2 separate regions of the Zea mays genome follow, and region 1 is linked to region 2. Evidence: chromatin contacts called from public Hi-C data. All regions are on one chromosome and are shown on one strand. Each heading gives the region's core, a stretch centred on a gene start, on an enhancer-like site or on the middle of the called end of the contact. The rest is flanking DNA. Distances are from core to core; before and after follow the strand shown. Region 1 has its middle 4.6 kb from the start of LOC100193809. Region 2 holds the start of LOC100279881 (Dolichyl-diphosphooligosaccharide--protein glycosyltransferase subunit STT3A).

Region 1 (3,249 bases), core at 465-2,964, 370 kb after region 2:
CATGACAGAACTTGCATCGAGCAGCATACCTTACACGCTTACCATTTACCAGATTGGTTAACTCGTCGAAATTGTTCCAAACTTTGGATCTCTTCCTTGAGCCGCCACCAGCAGAGGCAGTGGTAGATGCTGGTGGGCTTGTGGAGTCCGTAGCAGTGCCTGTTCTAGAGGCGACGAAATCCTCGAGCTCAATAGGATCTAAATGAGTGACACCAACACCCATTAAGGCTTGTCTAGCATCCATCGCCTCATTGTGGTCCTCAAGCTGTCGCTCCTCCGCCTCTGCAGCCGGGTCAAGATCCATAGCCTTGAGAGCTTGACCTCGACAACAAGCACGAGGAGCACAGCTGGAGTCCTCGAGTCCTCGACCAGTCGACCTCGCGCACACCGCACACGTCTCCGACTCCTCAATGACTACATAGCACCGGATTTCACAGATACCTACGTTGAGGAACACGAACACACCGGAAGAATTAGGGTTAGGAGTAGGGCCCGATGAACACACCGACAGAATCATAGAATAGGGAAAGGAAAGGAGTAGGGCCCGAGGAACTCACCTTGTGCAGTCGGAGCACCGGAGACGACAGACGATGGCTGAGATCCGTGGAGCGAGGAACACCGGAGGGGATTAGGGTTAGGAACACCGGAGAGGACCGGGAGAGGAAGGTAAGTATAGATGTCCAAGCACGGCGGGGGCGGCCGGCGGGCAACTGAGTCCAAGCACAGAGGACAGAGGAGACACCGGCGGACGGCGGCGATCCGCAGATCCGAGAGGGGAGAGGAGATTAGGGTTCGGGCGGAGTCGTCGATGCGAGGGCGAGAGGCGGAGAGTCTGAGACTGAGAGCGTAAATGCGAGGGCGAGAGGCGGGGTGGGTCTGGGAGCCTGGGAGTGGGACGCGCCGCGCGAGGCCGGTTAATATTACCGGGCCGCCACGTGCCTCCCCCTTAGACGGGCCGGGTCGGGCTAAACCCGACGGGCTGAAATCCTTGGCTCAGCCCGACACGGCGAACGGGCCGGGCTGGCCCAGGCACGTTTGAAACCGGGCCATGCCGGTGCTGGGCCGGGCTATTTTCGTGCCGTGTTGCGGGCCACCCGGTGGGCCCAACCCAGATGGACATCTATAAGGTCAGGATCGCTGTGTACAGGCAGCCGAAAAAGGCCCAGTTACGCCGGCTTAATTACCAAACCAACGCGCGGTTGCCAAGTTTCATGGGTTAGGTTTTGACCCAGGGGTTTTCGGCTTTTCGCTGGAGTTTTCGGCTTCTGTTCGTTCACCTGGGGCTTATCGAGGCGACCGGGAGTCGAAGCCCGATCCGGTCTCGTGTTCGTTCCTTGCGATCAACTCAACAGCACGAGTGGAAAGGGAGCACGTGGTGTGCTGCCTGGCGATCTGAACTTGGTTGGATATTTAGGTCATGGCTGCAGCCAGGCTGGGGGTTATTAATCCTGCAACTGCGAGGTTAGATGACCGACAACCATCTGTCACTTGGGGCCTCGTCTTCCAATCGAAGAGAAGTGGGGACACCGTCAAAAGAATTAGAAAGCGCAGAGGGAAAGCAACCACCGCCGTCCACCGGGATCTGATTTTTCGGCCGGACTTGTCGCTGCCCGGAATCACAGGAGCGGCACGCGGAACGTGTACTCCGGCCTCCGCCGACAGTCCGTGGCCTGGGCGGAATTGATGGCCGATTGGCCCACCGATGGCCACTGGCCGGACGACCGTGCCTCTGCGAGTGCGAGTGCGACGCGGCCGGGCTTTGCGTTCGCGAGTCGCGGCTCTGACGTGGATTTCTCTCTCTTTTTTTTGTTTTCGTGGAAAAAAAAGGCTAGTAGCGGCTAAAACCCTAGCCCGAGAGAGCAGAACTGGCCAGGGCGCCGCGCGCGCACATGGACGCACGCAACGACGATAGCGGGATGCCTGCCTGCCGCGTTTGAGGAACACGCGGCGCAGAGTGGCAGGGCGTGATTGGTATTGCGGGAGACGGGACGAGACGAGAGGCGCGTCTGCCGAGCCGTGGAACGTGGCCTGTGGGCGCCGGCGCGATTGGTGGCCGCAGTTGGCGAGGACGACCAGCTGGGCAAGCAAAGCAGCCGGGAGCGGTTTCCGACGCCACCAAGGTACTACAGTACAACAGAGCTGGGGGAAAAAACGCGAATGGAGAGCCGTTCTGCACCGATTCATGCATTGGCCTGGAAACACTAAACGATAGTTTACCTGCATATGGCTATGGGTTTCAGAAGAGGCCTGTCACGAAATTTGGTGCAGAGTTGTTCGTGCTAGTCAAGGGATGGCGCCGACACCCAGAACGATGGTTTTCTGAAATGGAAGAAGATACCGATGGCTAGAGAATAGAGATTATTTGGCGAGTTATTAGAAGATGAAGGTAGATCCACGTTGTTGTGGCCCACTGACCATCGTTGTTCTTGTACTTCTAGATTGCGAGTAGTCCTTCTATAATCCTATTAGAACAACTCTAAAAAGATGCTAAAAAGTTTTCGCCAACAAATTTTAGGATAAGTTTATATCTTTTTTTTTTGGAGTTGCTCTTAATATCCTTGCCTAGCTTGGCGGATCCTTGCCAAGCGTTTTGGTGGGGCGTTGGGCCGATGTGACTGTCCGGGCTTTGGGCAGGCCTCCCGAAACAGCAGCAGTGACCTGTGGGCCTGGATACAAATTCGATAGGCTTAGCTTTAATTGTATGGGCCATATGGCTGGCCTGCGACGTGGATGGACCTTGCGGGCCTCGCCAGAACGCAATACGTACTTCCATGAGGCAGGGCGCATAGCCTGCATCATAGCATATTTAGACTGTGTCCAGTAATATCTTCTAAATTTCGTCTGCTAAAAAAATATTCTCTATTCCTTATAGTATCATCTAAAATATTATGTTCTTTATGTACTTTTATCTTCAGCAATAACTTCTAAATGTGATCCTCTATATCTACCGTACAGTCGTACCTACAGTATTGCCTACATAGCCTAATTTACTCCAATTGCTGCTAGAGGCCTGAAGTCTAATAAGATGCTGTGGTGGACAAAAGTCTAGTGCCTTGGTTTCATCTGAAACACTGGTACGGTGATTAATCGATCACCACTATGGTGGACAAAAGTCTAGTACCATGGTTTCATCTTGTAACCTGATGAAAAAAATGATATCTTAATTCGCCCCCGTGACTTCTTTAGCATTAAGGGATGACCAGAGACTTATCCTGACTTCCTGAGACATTGAGTGATTGGAAAAAAAAA
Region 2 (3,166 bases), core at 546-3,045:
CAAGACATTGCAGTTAGCCACAATTCCATTTTAGCTTTCCATATCAAGAAGTTTTTACCATCAAAAGGATCAGGCTTTAGCACAGCAGCAAAACCTCTGACAGAAAAATGCCTAAAATTAGGTTTTTGGATTGTTAGAATTATAGACATTTTCCGTATCATTTTAATTCCATAAATTAGTATTATGATGATGACATATGAAATATAATTAACCATGACATCAAATATATCCATAACAATATGGATCATGAGAACATAAAGCATATGAATTATATAAATCATATAAATACGATAAACATGTAATCTGACTGAACAATTGAAAATAAACAGATAGAAACATGAACATCATGTCTGTAAAATTAAAACAGACAGATCTATCATATTATAATAAGGCAGAACAGATAAGATAAAATCATTTCTACATATGAAACAACATAGATGAATATATGAGACATATATAATCTCCAGAACGCAAAACAGTAAGTAAATAAACTGATCATACCTTCCCATGCGCTCTGATAATCCAGATCCTTGGCCAGCTTCTTTTGTCATGTTGGAGATGTTTTGGGCAGTCGCGTAGACGCTCCCCAAAAACCTAATTGCCGATCCCTCGTGCAAGGTCTCGAACGGCAAGGGCTCCGGAGGCACCTGCCCTCTCGCTTCTCTGTGCGCGCAGAGTCACGAGATGGAAATACCCTCACTCGGCGGCTGGACTGTGATTCTGAAAGTGGTTTTTCGCTTGTACCGAGTGACAGTGGTGCTCCCTCTATTTAACCTCTTGTAGAGGGAAGTTGAAGGAGAAAGGTCACCGAGTCATGCCATGAGTCGGCCAGCACTCGCCGAGTCACGTCATGAGTCGGTCAGCTGAAGGAGAAGGGTCACTCGGCTGGCTGACGAAGAGACAGGTGCCACACCACACCACGCCCCGCCCGGCCGGCGGCGACGCGCGCGCGACACGCCCTTGTCCCTTTCTTAACTTCTCAAGTTAAGTGAAATAAATCCCACCATATAAGTCAAGCCAAAAGACCCTTGGACTTCCAATGTGGTACTATTTGTATTCTCCACCATTACACACCTTAGAGTTTATTCAATAAATGGGTCAAACCTATAAAAGATCTAACAGTGAACAGTACCCTTTCCATTCTGAAATTTATTCTGCCATCAATTTTTTCCGGCAGCGAACGCAAAGAGGTACGGCTGCACGGACTGCTCCATCTGTAACTCCTCGACGATGCAGCCAGACGCGCACACAGCTCGTTGCCGCACGCGCCGCGGTGGTCGGAGGACAGGGGGTCCAGCCAGCGATGTGGTGCACGACGGCGACGATGGAGTCATGTTGAGCTGCTCCGGCATGTTGAGGAGCGAGAAGGTGATGTAGACCACCGGGTACGCGCCGTCGATGGAGACGTGGAGTGGGGATTGACCGGCGCTATAGGCGGCCCATAGCTGCTCGCTCTTGCTGCAGGAGAAATTGTCAGGACGAGGCAGGGGTAAATCCGGCAGCTCGTCTCCTCTAACTCAGTTGAATCTTTTTTTTTTGTTTATTAAACGACCAATGACATTTTAAGGTGGGCGACATGTTTTATAATGACATTAGAGTGAAGTCCCTCAAAACAATGGCAGAATGATGACAGAATCCCAAATTTCTCCCAGGGATCAGAAAAAAAAAACTGCCGGCAAAAACAAATTGTACAATCTCCTCGCGGCGGACGATGCTAGGTGGTCGATGCTGCGCTCGCGGTGTGTCCGACTGCCCGAGCGTAGGACCCGCCGACTCTTTTCCCTGTCCAATACTCCAAAGTGCAAACGCCAAACACGAAAAAATTCGATAAACCTCCGCCTCCCGGCCGCCGGCCTTCCCCGTCTTCCTCTGACCCAAAACTCTTCTTCTCAGCAGCAATGCCGGAGCCCCAGTCCTCTGTGGCGTCAAGCGGAAGCGTAGATCGCCTCCGCAACGCCTTCGGCGGAGTGCTGTGCATCTTCACCCTCCTTCTCATCGGCGTCCTCGCCTTCTCCATCCGACTATTCTCCGTAAGATCTATCCGAACCCCACCATTTTTAAATCCTTTTGGGAATTGGGAATCCCAACATGGTTTGCCCGGGCCCATGCCTGTCTTACTGGTCCGTTGATGTGCCGCAGGTGATCAAATACGAAAGCGTCATCCACGAGTTCGATCCCTACTTCAATTACCGCGTTACCCAGGTTTTTTCCCGTGGTGCCTCTGTGTTTGTCCACAGCCTGTTATTGTCTTATTGGGATGCATCAGGATTCAGGTGTTGAGTTCGCTTAGGAGTCATGTTCTCTTCAACGAGTTATGGGGTTAGGGACTTCAGTAGACATGCGAGCTCCATTTCTTTTGGGTCACTAGGTCGACACAAAACTTGGTATGCAATTAATTTGAAAATGGCATTGCCACTGTATTTAATTAGTTAGCTGACCAGGAAAAATCTGGGTACCACTTGCATCCCTAGACTTCTTTGCAAATTGTCTATTGTAATATACACTGTTGTATAGTCTCAGGTGACATGTGGGTGTATTGAATGGTCCCAACATTTGGGTGAATAAAATGGCAGGAATGTTTTCCAATGTACATTTGCTGCTTGGATTTGTGCACAAATGTTTTACTAGTGTGTCTTAATGTTTCAAAAGCAGTTGTGCACATGCACTTAAATTTTGATTCATTGTAATTTCCCCCTTGTCTCAGTTCTTGTCAAAGAATGGCATATATGAATTCTGGAACTGGTTTGATGACCGAACATGGTAACATTTCCAAGAACACTTGAATCTATCCTTGTTTTCCAGTTATTTCTATGCTCACTGTCACCTGCTTTTAGGTATCCTCTTGGGCGTGTTATTGGTGGCACTGTCTATCCTGGTTTGACACTTACTGCTGGTACAATATGGTGGTATGTGACTGCCAATGCATACTATTAGAAATGCTTCATTGGTAGATTTGAACTACTGTTAGCATGACTGAATTGTTTGGTTGGCATAGGTTGTTGAATTCCCTTAACATCCCATTGTCGGTGGAGACTGTCTGTGTATTCACTGCTCCAGTTTTCTCAGTCAATGCGTCCTGGGCAACTTACCTATTAACCAAGGTTGTTTTTTTATATTAAAAACCCATGCACTTACACTGGATTACTAAAGTTCTTTAGTAATCTCA

What was found. A called contact is a pair of places that touch in the nucleus more often than the background predicts.
Region 1: a Hi-C map of tassel shows a contact between it and region 2, with 4 times the contacts expected there. The contact joins the enhancer-like site here to the promoter of LOC100279881 in region 2. A contact is called at or near these places in 2 of 25 Hi-C or Micro-C datasets (ear and tassel).

The regions. Positions count from the first base shown.
Region 1 is chr3:202,466,322-202,469,570 of Zm-B73-REFERENCE-NAM-5.0, forward strand. No RefSeq gene overlaps it. Among protein-coding and RNA genes, the nearest start is that of LOC100193809, 4.6 kb to the right of the region's middle. Within about 2 kb of position 1,715, at least 20 of the 20 cell types and tissues checked have an H3K27ac peak or open chromatin away from gene starts, as enhancers often do. A contact at or near this core is called in ear and tassel, where this site is marked.
Region 2 is chr3:202,096,989-202,100,154 of Zm-B73-REFERENCE-NAM-5.0, forward strand. It overlaps LOC100279881 (Dolichyl-diphosphooligosaccharide--protein glycosyltransferase subunit STT3A), which reads left to right and starts at 1,796. Exons shown (of 21, transcript NM_001152834.1): 1 at 1,796-2,030; 2 at 2,140-2,202; 3 at 2,705-2,760; 4 at 2,835-2,906; 5 at 2,996-3,101. The coding sequence starts at 1,899.